3 separate regions of the Mus musculus genome follow, and regions 1 and 2 are each linked to region 3. Evidence: chromatin contacts called from public promoter capture Hi-C data. All regions are on one chromosome and are shown on one strand. Each heading gives the region's core, a stretch centred on a gene start, on an enhancer-like site or on the middle of the called end of the contact. The rest is flanking DNA. Distances are from core to core; before and after follow the strand shown.

Region 1 (3,291 bases), core at 657-3,156, 1.3 Mb after region 3:
ATCACACTCTTTCCATTTTCTTTCTCTCTCCTCTTCCTCCTTGTCCACACTCCTCTGTTTCTGTGGGTGGAACTCAGGGCCTCAGACAGGCCAGTCAAGTGTTTTACCTGTTAGGTAAAATACTATCAGTATTTTGGGGGCTGAGGCAGAATATTCAAATATGACGGGTAAGCAGTCGTAGTCGCTAGTTCATTTGAGCTTTCCTCCTCTTATTTTGTGATTGCTTCATTGTTTTATTCAATGACTACTCATTTGGAGTCTTATATGAATCTAAGGATGCTAGAAACCACGCCCTCAGGAACTTTACCATGCTGTGTGCAAACACCGACTAGAACCGTGGTACAGGGAAATGCACTGAGGTGACGTGACTTACATCCTATTTTTTTGTCTACCATAGGTGAATCATGTCATTTGAAACTGGCTCTGGTATAGAATGCCGGGCTTAAGCTAATGTGGTATAATTTGTGGTACGTATTCTAAAATTTTGAGTACAATAGTATGGTAAATTAATGATTCTTATTTTTACATGGGCAGGTTTTTTTTTTTTTTGGTAATTTTTACTTTATTTTTAGAAAATAATAAAGCAGACTTGGCTGCTCTAGAATTTCCTCTATAGCCCAGATTGGCCTTGAATTCCTCTTGCCACCACCCCCTATTACTTCACTGAGTGCTGGGGTTATAAGCATGAGCTGCCATACCCTACAAATAACTTCTTATCCTTCAAAACAAACTAACACGTCAAATAGAAGCAGGTTAAGATGTTCCAAGCTTTAATCCTAACACTTAGATGTAGAAGTATTTACAGTTCCAGGCTAGCCTAGGCTACAGATTCCTTCTAATTAAAAAATAAATTAAATTAGGTGCTACCAATTAATTAATAGTTGCTCAAAAAAGTTAAAGTTCATTTTTACAAAACTGTTTTAAAACTATTTTGTGTGTGGCAAAATGTCACTTTTTTTGGTTTTTGTTTTGACAAACAAAATAGTGGTTTAATCATCAATAAAACCAACAATCAGAAACTACCATCCTTCTACCATCCTTCTAACTTCTAAGCCCCTTTTAAAGTTAGCCCCTTCCCCATCTTTTGCCAGTGGTCACTACAGATCTATGTTCTGTCCAATTATAAAACAAACTCAGAACACATACACACACACACTGTTAACCTTTTATTTCGAAACAATATGGACTTACAGGAAATTGCAAAACCATTACCTAGAGTCCCAGGAATTTATTAGCTACTTAACATGGTAATCTTACACTACTTGCTCAAGACCAAAATTTCCCTTTTCACATTTGAAGACAGCAGTTTCATTTTGCCTGTTTCTTTTCTAAGAAATACTGTACTGTTTAAAGGACCAGACATGCTTTTCCTGAGATATTCTATCGGTCCCCATAACCCCTAAGACTCCTACATCTTCTGGTATTTTCCTTGGCCCTACCATTGCCTCTTGGTTTCATTTTACTGATTGGTATTTTCTGATTTTTGTGCTGCAAATGATACAGTTACTAGCATTCGAATTCCTAACTTCTCGCCCCAGCCTTAAATGGGTGGCAGTGACCACCTCATTTAGCTGGTACTGCTCTCTAGGCTCTTGGGGATGCTCGCGGCCCTCATCCTGGCTCGCACTCTACTTGTCACGAGTCCCCTGTTTATAGCCAGGCGTCTAGAATGACTGCGTGTGGGGAAGGGAGTGCAGATACCCTGGCTCGGGGTTGCCCCTGCCTGGCCGAGAGCACCAAGCGGGTTAGGCTCCGGGAAAGTGAAGGCTGCTGGCGCCCGGGTTGCAGGAAGGTCTCGCCCGGACGTCACCGTGCAGCCCCACTGCGCATGCTCACCGCAGCGCGGGCAGAGCTCCTCCGCTGCCGTGTCGCTCCTGCGGTCCCGGCCCCGCCCCGTCCCTCCCCGCTCCGCCCCGTGCGCGCCGCCGGCTCCAGGTCAGGGCGAGCGAGCGGGGTGAGTACACCTAACCTCGGCGACCTAACCACGGCGGTACCTCCGCCGCTGCCTGCAGCCCTCGCCCGCCTCCTGGGACCTGAGAAGGGTGGAGGATCGGCCAGCCAGTAACAGGCCTGGGAGGTGGGCGCGGGCCGCCCAGGCGACCTTTCCACCTTGTGCTAGGAATGTGCTCACGTGACCTTGAAACAAAGGAAGTTAAGTGACTGGCAGGCTTTTCAGATTTGCAGCCAACACAACCTCCTCCCCCCATAATCTATAAAACCGGGAAGGTGGGGGAGGGGGGCGGAGATAAAGGACTAGTTAACTGATTTATAGAAGCCATACTTGCATCTATAGTGATAATTATGAAAATCTTGGTAGTAAAGCCCAGGGTTTCAGAATCAAAATGGAGCCCCATTTTCTGCAGTTACATGTTTTCGGCAAGATGTAAATTGTTTCCAACTGTAAGGAAAAAACAAAACAAAACAAAACAAACCAACCAGAACAGTCTTGGGTTTGTTTTTGAGAGAGATTTGTACTATGTAGCCCACGCTGGCCTGGAACTCTAAACAACCCTGCCTCTGTCACACAAGTGTTGGGATTCCTAGTGGGCACTCTCATGCCTGTTTTACCTATCTTGAGCCTCTTGCCTCAGCCTCTCCTCAGAGAAGCTGAGTTTATAGACCCCCATCTCAGGTTACAGGGGCCATCAGCTTCCCTCCAGTGCTTGTGTTCATGTTTTAAGTTCTCTTTGACAATTGGCTTCCTCTTTCTAAGTGCAATAGTTCTTTTCCAAAGGCTTACTTTGGGTCATTATAATGTGACAGTGGCCCCCACTGTGGTGATGAAAGTGAACATTTATGATGGTTAGGGTTGGAGAACACAGACCCTGTGCAGGACTCAAGTCTATTTTAGGATTCCAGGTACCATTGCTCCTCATTGCTTCCAAAGTGTCCGATATTGACAGGAAAAAATGACACAGAATGAAAAACTTAGCAGAAAAAAAAAAATTCAGAGCAACAAGGGAGTTAAAAGTCTCACAGAGCAGTTTTAAAGACGTCATGCCTGAGCTTGATGGCCTATCCCTCTCACCCAAGTGTGGGGCAATGGGCTATACACACCCCAGCCTGGCATAGCTAGAGGCAGAGCTACCTCCATTTTGAGGCTAGCCTGCACTATGCATGGCTAGATCCTGTCTCAATGAGCAAAAAAAAAAAAAAAAAAAACCCAGAAAGTTGTTATTTATATTTTAATGGAAGAAACTAGAGTAAATAGTTCTAAGCTGGATTCATTTGAATATGGAATATTTCAAGATTAGGGTGTAGATCTTACTATACAAAGTGGGGATATCTAAG
Region 2 (3,023 bases), core at 167-2,666, 1.8 Mb before region 3:
CAGCCAATATTTACCTGGATTTAAAGACATGCGGGGCACGTTTTACGCAGTTTTTCATACTTATTCTTTAGCCTCTAACACTCAGAGAGGTTAGCACAGGAGCACAAAGTAACTTTTGTAGTTGAGCTTGGATTTCAACAGGTGCTGAACCCTGAGTCAGAACCAGGTACAGGCAGCTGCCGAGGATCTGGGAGCAGAGCCCCCAATCTTAGATTCTTTCCACCTTGTGGTGATCACTGTTGGATGCCTACTTCCTAATTAGTTGGCTGCCTTAGAAGCAGCTGCTTTGTCATCCCAACCTGGATTCTACCAGACTACAGCACGTTGTGCGTGGGTGGGTGGGTGCGCTTTCACATTGGGGAAAGTTATTATTGCCTAGGTGACTTTGCCTAGCGCAAGGCCCTCAAAAAGCTATGGATAATTAAATCTGGGTTTTTCCAGTTCTTAGGTCCCTGCCAAATAAAAATAATTCTGGGTTCACCCAAGTGCCCTTCTGTTAAAAGTGGAAGGAAGGATAGAGTTGAGAAAGCCATGTCCTCTCAACAAGTTCCGGGTGGTGCAATGACTGATATGTCATTTACTGTAGTTTTCAATAATCATTCCCGGCACTTGGAAGAAAAAAGGCAAATATTAGGAGGTGTGTATTCTGCATCCAAATGCCTGAAAATAAACGTCAACAATTTCTCTTCCATTATCAGTAACTTGAGGGTCTGGGTCGATAGACTCTGCCACCTACTCGGCCGTCCCACGTGCCCCCACCCCCCATTATTTATGAGTGGGGAGGGAGGATGGGAGACAGAGGCTGCCCCCCCCCCCTCCCCGCAGTGAATGTTGCCTTTTCTTGGAGCAACTCCGGATCCTCAGCGCGAAGCCGCTTTCCGTGACTTCGCAGTAACCTGGGATCGGAGGACCGGCTGGGTTTCCCAGGTTGGGGTGTGTCGGGCAGCGATGTTTTAAGTTGCTTTAGGGTTCCTATCCTCTCTGGGGTCTGGAATCTTTGGTGTCTGCGGCGGATGTTTTCGCACCTCAGCTACTCGCTCTCCAAGTCTTGTCTCCCCCACCTGCCACGTGGGACCTGCGCGCACCGTCCTCCCCTACACAGGCCACCACCCCTTCCCCAAGCCGCACTAGGTGGGTCCACGGCCCGGGGCTTGGAACCTGCCCTCCGCCTGCGCTCGCCCTTCGGTCGGAGGCAGAGCCCGGAGCGCAGATCCAGGCGGGAAGGGACGGCCGGATGGCTGGGCGCCGCGGGCCTCCGCCGCACCGGGCATGCTCAGTGGCACGGCCGGCTCGGTGGCCCGCGAGCTGCACCCGGATCTGTGCGGCGGCGGCGGCGACGTGAGCGCGCAGGGGGGCGGCGGCCTCGCCTCGTCTGTGTCTCGGCGCCGGGCTCGGGTGGGTGACGCGCAGTGCCGGGGCAATGTCGGATTTTGACAGCAACCCGTTTGCGGATCCGGATCTCAACAACCCGTTCAAGGTGAGCGCCCGGCCGCGGCCCTGGCCCGCGTTGGGCGTCGCGGTGGCCGTGGAGGCCCTGTCGGGAGGGTCTCGGGACGCAGCGTCACCACTGGCCGCGCCACCAGCCAGGAGGCTCGCACCGGGCCGCGGACCGGCCGGACCGGGAGCCGGGTCCGGAGCGGAGCGGGGCATGTGTGGCCGCCACTAGTCCGGTCGGCACGGCGGGCCGCGGGGCGGGGGCCGGGAGGCCGGGGCGCCCGGGCTGGGGTTGTCATGGGGACCTGGCACCGGCGCTGCGTGCCGGTGACGGCCAAGGTGTGCGGGAGAGAGGCGCGGATACACGGACGCTGCGATAAAAGGATAAAGGGGTGTTTTTTATTATCAAAACTCGGTTGCTCCCAGAGCCACCAGTGGCGCTGCCAGAGGCCCCCTTCCCCACCGGGCCCAGTTTAGGGGAACGGGCATCAAACAGAAGTTAAAAATAAATAAACATCTGGAAACAATAGTGCACACGGGCATCTCCCCACCTAGCTGCTGTTAGGGAGGTGGACCCTGGGCCATTTTCCAAGCTGGGAGTGCGTCACCGGGGATCCGAGCTGTTTGAGGATTCCGTTCCTCACGTGAGTGAGCTCTTTCCTTCATGGAGTGGACCTGATCGGATCCCAAGCCTCAGAAGGGCTTGGCATAGAAATAAATGCCTAGGCAGGCCATTTAAATGTTAGGCATCTGCTCTAAAATTTAATGCCGCGTCCGAGAACTTTGCCTTGAAAAGTACTTTGGTTTTCTTAAAGACTGTGAGGCATAGCAAGGCAATTTCTTCCAACTGTTGGCTTGGTTAGTTCTTTCTTAATTGCTCTGACTGTGTGCAGCTCAAACTTTAATTTGTAGTCTCAAAGGTGAAGTAGGAACTAATTTGTGGGCACCCAAGTGCTGCTTCTGGCCTGTTGGGTTTACCTCTTTTTAGTCCTTTTGTGGCTTACCTGCAATATTGAAGCAAAAGGCACCCCTGTTCTGATGGTTTTAACCTCATGTCTTCATGAAGGATTCTTTTAATGAAGTTATCCCCCTTATACCTGACAGCTGGACTCATTTTGCAAAACTACAGAGAAAGCTGTTATGGTTGAGTTGACTGTAACTTTCAACACCTGGTCCTCCCGATCTATTCATTTGCTTTTTTGTTTTGGTTTTCATTGTTGTTTTGAGACAGGGTCTCACTAGGTAGTGTACCTGGCTTTGGAACTTTCTTTCCTTCTACCTCAGCCTGCCAAACTCTGTAATTGCAGATAAAAGGCTCAGGTACACTTTAAAGGGCGGTCCATGCTCCCTCAACCCCCTGAAGTTTTTGTTTCATTTACTATTGGACTCACTTCCATGTAGTGAAAATTGGATTATTCTGATATTATGGATATCCAAAAGAAACATTTCATAATTTGTCAAGTGAGTGTCATTTAAAAATAATTAGAGATGAAACATTAAGAGCCCATTAGTCTCTCCTAACTTAGATAATTCAGTGATGCTGTTTTTAAGCATCTAACCACAAGGCTGTTGGTTTTATATCTGGACAT
Region 3 (3,426 bases), core at 854-3,353:
TTTAAAATATGCCTGAAGGCTATTGATATGCCACAGTCATAGAGCACTGGTATACTGTCTTAGTTATGGCTTTGTTGCTGTGAAAGACACCATGACCACGGCAACTCTTATAGAGACAACATTTAATTGGGGCTGGCTTACAGGTTCAGAGATTCAGTCCATTAACATTAAGGCAGGGACATGGCAGCATCTAGGCAGAAGTGATGCAGGCGGAGCTGAGAGTTCTACATCTTCATCTGAAGGCTGCTAGTGGAAGACTGACTTCTAGGCAGCTAGATTGAGGATGTTAAATGCCCACACTCACATTGACACACCTACTCCAGCAAGGCCACACCTACTCCAATAGGGCCAAACTTTCTAATCGTGCCACTCCCTGAGCTGAGCATACACAAACCATAAAACATACCAACATGAATAGAATCCAACAATTCATGAAAAGGACTGAGCCAATAGGATCATCAGTGATTCAATTGTGCTATGTGGATATCTCAGGTTACACATTATTCGTATCATACTCTTACTAAGAGAGTGTCTAGCTTTCAGTAACAAAGCTAATGAGTGGCAGAACTAGAATTCAAATTCAGGTAGTGAAAAAAGAAGGAGGAAATAGGGGACTGGATTCATAGTTTCAATATCAAGAACATACTTCAAGAATAGGAGTGAGGCAAGAAAGACAGACAGACTGCTCTCCCTCTCAGGTCCCCATTGGTTTCTGTCTTTCCTTCTGGAAGTTCTGTCTTTACCTTGCTTCTCCTTACAGGTGTTCCTGGGGAGGGAATTTGGGCTACTGTACCTGGCTACTAAGCAGGTTCTTTCAAAAGTCCTACTTTATATGTGAATTTGTGTTAACTTATATCCACACCAGGATATGAGAGTATCCACACTATTCTCACCAATGAATTCATCTATAAATTAAGCAAATTGGTAAAACAGATTTATGGAGAATACACTGTTTCTGCTATATTAAGTTTGAACATCAATAAAATGTGGTAGACATGCTATTTTGTGAACTGATTTGCATATACTTTAAAATGTTGTTTTGTTCATTTAAAATAACTCTTATTTGTCCTTACATTGTACTATATACTTTTGCCCCTAATTTGTATGCACAAGCCACTGCTTCTGAATTGAGGTTCCAAAAAGACGACGGCCCCATTTTATCTGTGACAGTGTCCAACGTATAAAAGTGAAAATACACACTGTACTTTGTAGAATTATTCTTATATTTTTGGTTGTGAGACTAGCCTTTAACGGCTGAGCCATCTCTCCAGCCCTTGTGGAATTATTCTTAAGATTAATTAGCTAATGTAAGCGAAGCATCTCTTTTGCATTGTCTGTCAAAGAACAGGCCAGTCACCTTACACAACCAAAAGTTTTGCTCTTGGCAAAAATCAGAGTTTAGAAGGGGAACCAGAAGTAGAGATGCAGAATCTCTGAAAGATAAACTACAGTTGCCAATTACTGAATTGAGGACCTGAGCTCTGACTGTGAAGTCTCTTGAGTACAAATCACAGCAGCGATAACGCTTGTAATCTCTCGAAAGCCTAGGCGAGCCAGCAGTCCCCAAGCTGGTCCGGATACTAATTTTCTCTTCGCTCTCTTTGAATTTTAGAAAACTCGTGGTGAAAATGCGAAGGCCGAAGCAGAGAGCGCGCGCGAGGCATCGGGCATCTCCTTCCGAGAGGGTAGCTGGCTTCTGGTTTTAGACAGCAGCCGCTCTGGAGGCTACAGAGGGTTGGAAATGCAGAAGTACAGCCAGAAGTGCAGGGCGGCGTCGGCCAATCCGCTCACCCAAGGACCGGCATTTAGGAGCTGCCCGGAGGTGAGATACAGTGTCGGCCGCTGGATTTGGCTGGTGCAAACCGGAGTGCCGGGTCAGCTGAGCTGTGGCACTAGTCACCTCCTGAGGCCAGCAGAAGAGCGTCCTTGGAACAGCGTCCGAGCGCAGGATCCCAACGGAGTCGCCTGGCCACTTCCGGCGCGCCCGCGTGGACTGGCTCGGACCCGAGCAGCGCGCATGCGCATAGATCAAGCCTCCCGGAGGGGGCGTGGCAGCGGGAAGCATTCTCTGCGCCTGCGCCCTTCTCTGCTAGGTCGGCTGGGGACGAGCTCTAGGCTGGCGTCGCGCTGTCCTGGGTGTCGTGGCCGGGTTACTCTTCACGCCTCACTGCGGCGTCGCGTCGAGTCCCCGAGAGCTCGGCGGGGTGTGGGGAGGTAAGAGCCTCGGAGCCGCCACCGGCCTCTCCTCAGCGTACTGCGGGCGGAGGGGCGGGGCGGCCTCGGACTCGCTAGGCTGCGACGGCCCGGCCTCGCCTTCCTCCGGGACCCGCCTGCCACCCTGGGCTCTGTGCGGCCGAGATACCCGACCCCATCGCGGGCTGGGCTGGGCCGGGTCGGGCCGCACTGGATCCCGCGAGTCCCCGCGGCGCCTGTTGTCGCCGCCTCCTCCGTTTCACTGATGCCTCAGTGTTCGCTCGCTGTCTTTGGTGCCTCTGAAGAGATGACCTTAACTTTTAACAGTTAACCTGTTTGTGCGACCGTGATTGCAATTTGTTACATTCCAGACTCATGTTCTTGGTTAGCCATGTCAGAAAACCAGCCCGTAAATTTAAATATTAACTTCATCTTTTAATTCAAAGAATAAGTTGGTGATGTCATCCGGTTCCGTCACTTACTCGGCTGAGTTTGGCATTTCTCGAGTTGGCAAAAGTTTAGTGGTTTGATCGTGTCTGTCCGATTTTTCACATAACTTCTTTTTTCCCCCTTCTCTTTGATATTAAACTACACATTTAGTGGCAAGCTATTTAAAAATTAGAGGAGGGAATTAGGAATGAGCTAGTCACCATTCCACCGTGCAAAAGTAACCAGCCGCTTACCATTTTGACATTTTTCTTTGTCCTTTTTTTTTTTTTTTTTTTTTTTTTTTGGCCCCTGTTGCATTTTAAACTTAAAATGATAAGAGTGTTGCTCACCTTTCCCATGTTTTTAAAAGCTGTACACATATACCCATTACATTTTTTTACTATACACATAATAATATGAGCAAAAACAATCTTTTGAAGTAGCTACCTTACAAATAAAACTAATTTTTTTGTCCCCAGTCATAATGCCAATTACACATAGTATCCTATATGGTTGAAGATAATGACAATTGAAAAATATTCAAGAAAATGTAATTGTTAATGCAGAATATTTACCATTTTGAAAATTAAAACTCTGGAAATTCTTTTTTTTCTTCACATATTCACTTAAAAATAGTCATACAATGAAGCAAATACTTTATTATATTAAAAAATCTTGGTTGTTTTTAAATTCTAATTCTAATGTACATTGAACATTTTCTTCATGATCATATTACTGTCTTTCACAATTTTATACCCCTTACAGTCTAGTGTCCAACTGCCTTCTAATATATTTTTATTATTT

Evidence for each region. Promoter capture Hi-C pulls out the DNA fragments that hold promoters and counts their contacts.
Region 1: a promoter capture Hi-C map of erythroid cells shows a contact between it and region 3, with 9 times the contacts expected there. The contact joins the promoter of Atg10 here to the promoter of Zfyve16 in region 3.
Region 2: a promoter capture Hi-C map of liver shows a contact between it and region 3, with 2.8 times the contacts expected there. The contact joins the promoter of Scamp1 here to the promoter of Zfyve16 in region 3. A contact is called at or near these places in 2 of 39 promoter capture datasets (hippocampal neurons and liver).

Annotation. Positions count from the first base shown.
Region 1 is chr13:91,222,602-91,225,892 of GRCm38.p6, reverse strand. Atg10 (autophagy related 10) reads left to right here and starts at 1,906. Exons shown (of 8, transcript NM_025770.3): 1 at 1,906-1,954.
Region 2 is chr13:94,283,674-94,286,696 of GRCm38.p6, reverse strand. It overlaps Scamp1 (secretory carrier membrane protein 1), which reads left to right and starts at 1,416. Exons shown (of 9, transcript NM_029153.1): 1 at 1,416-1,477. The coding sequence starts at 1,421.
Region 3 is chr13:92,529,487-92,532,912 of GRCm38.p6, reverse strand. It overlaps Zfyve16 (zinc finger, FYVE domain containing 16), which reads left to right and starts at 2,103. Exons shown (of 18, transcript NM_173392.4): 1 at 2,103-2,214.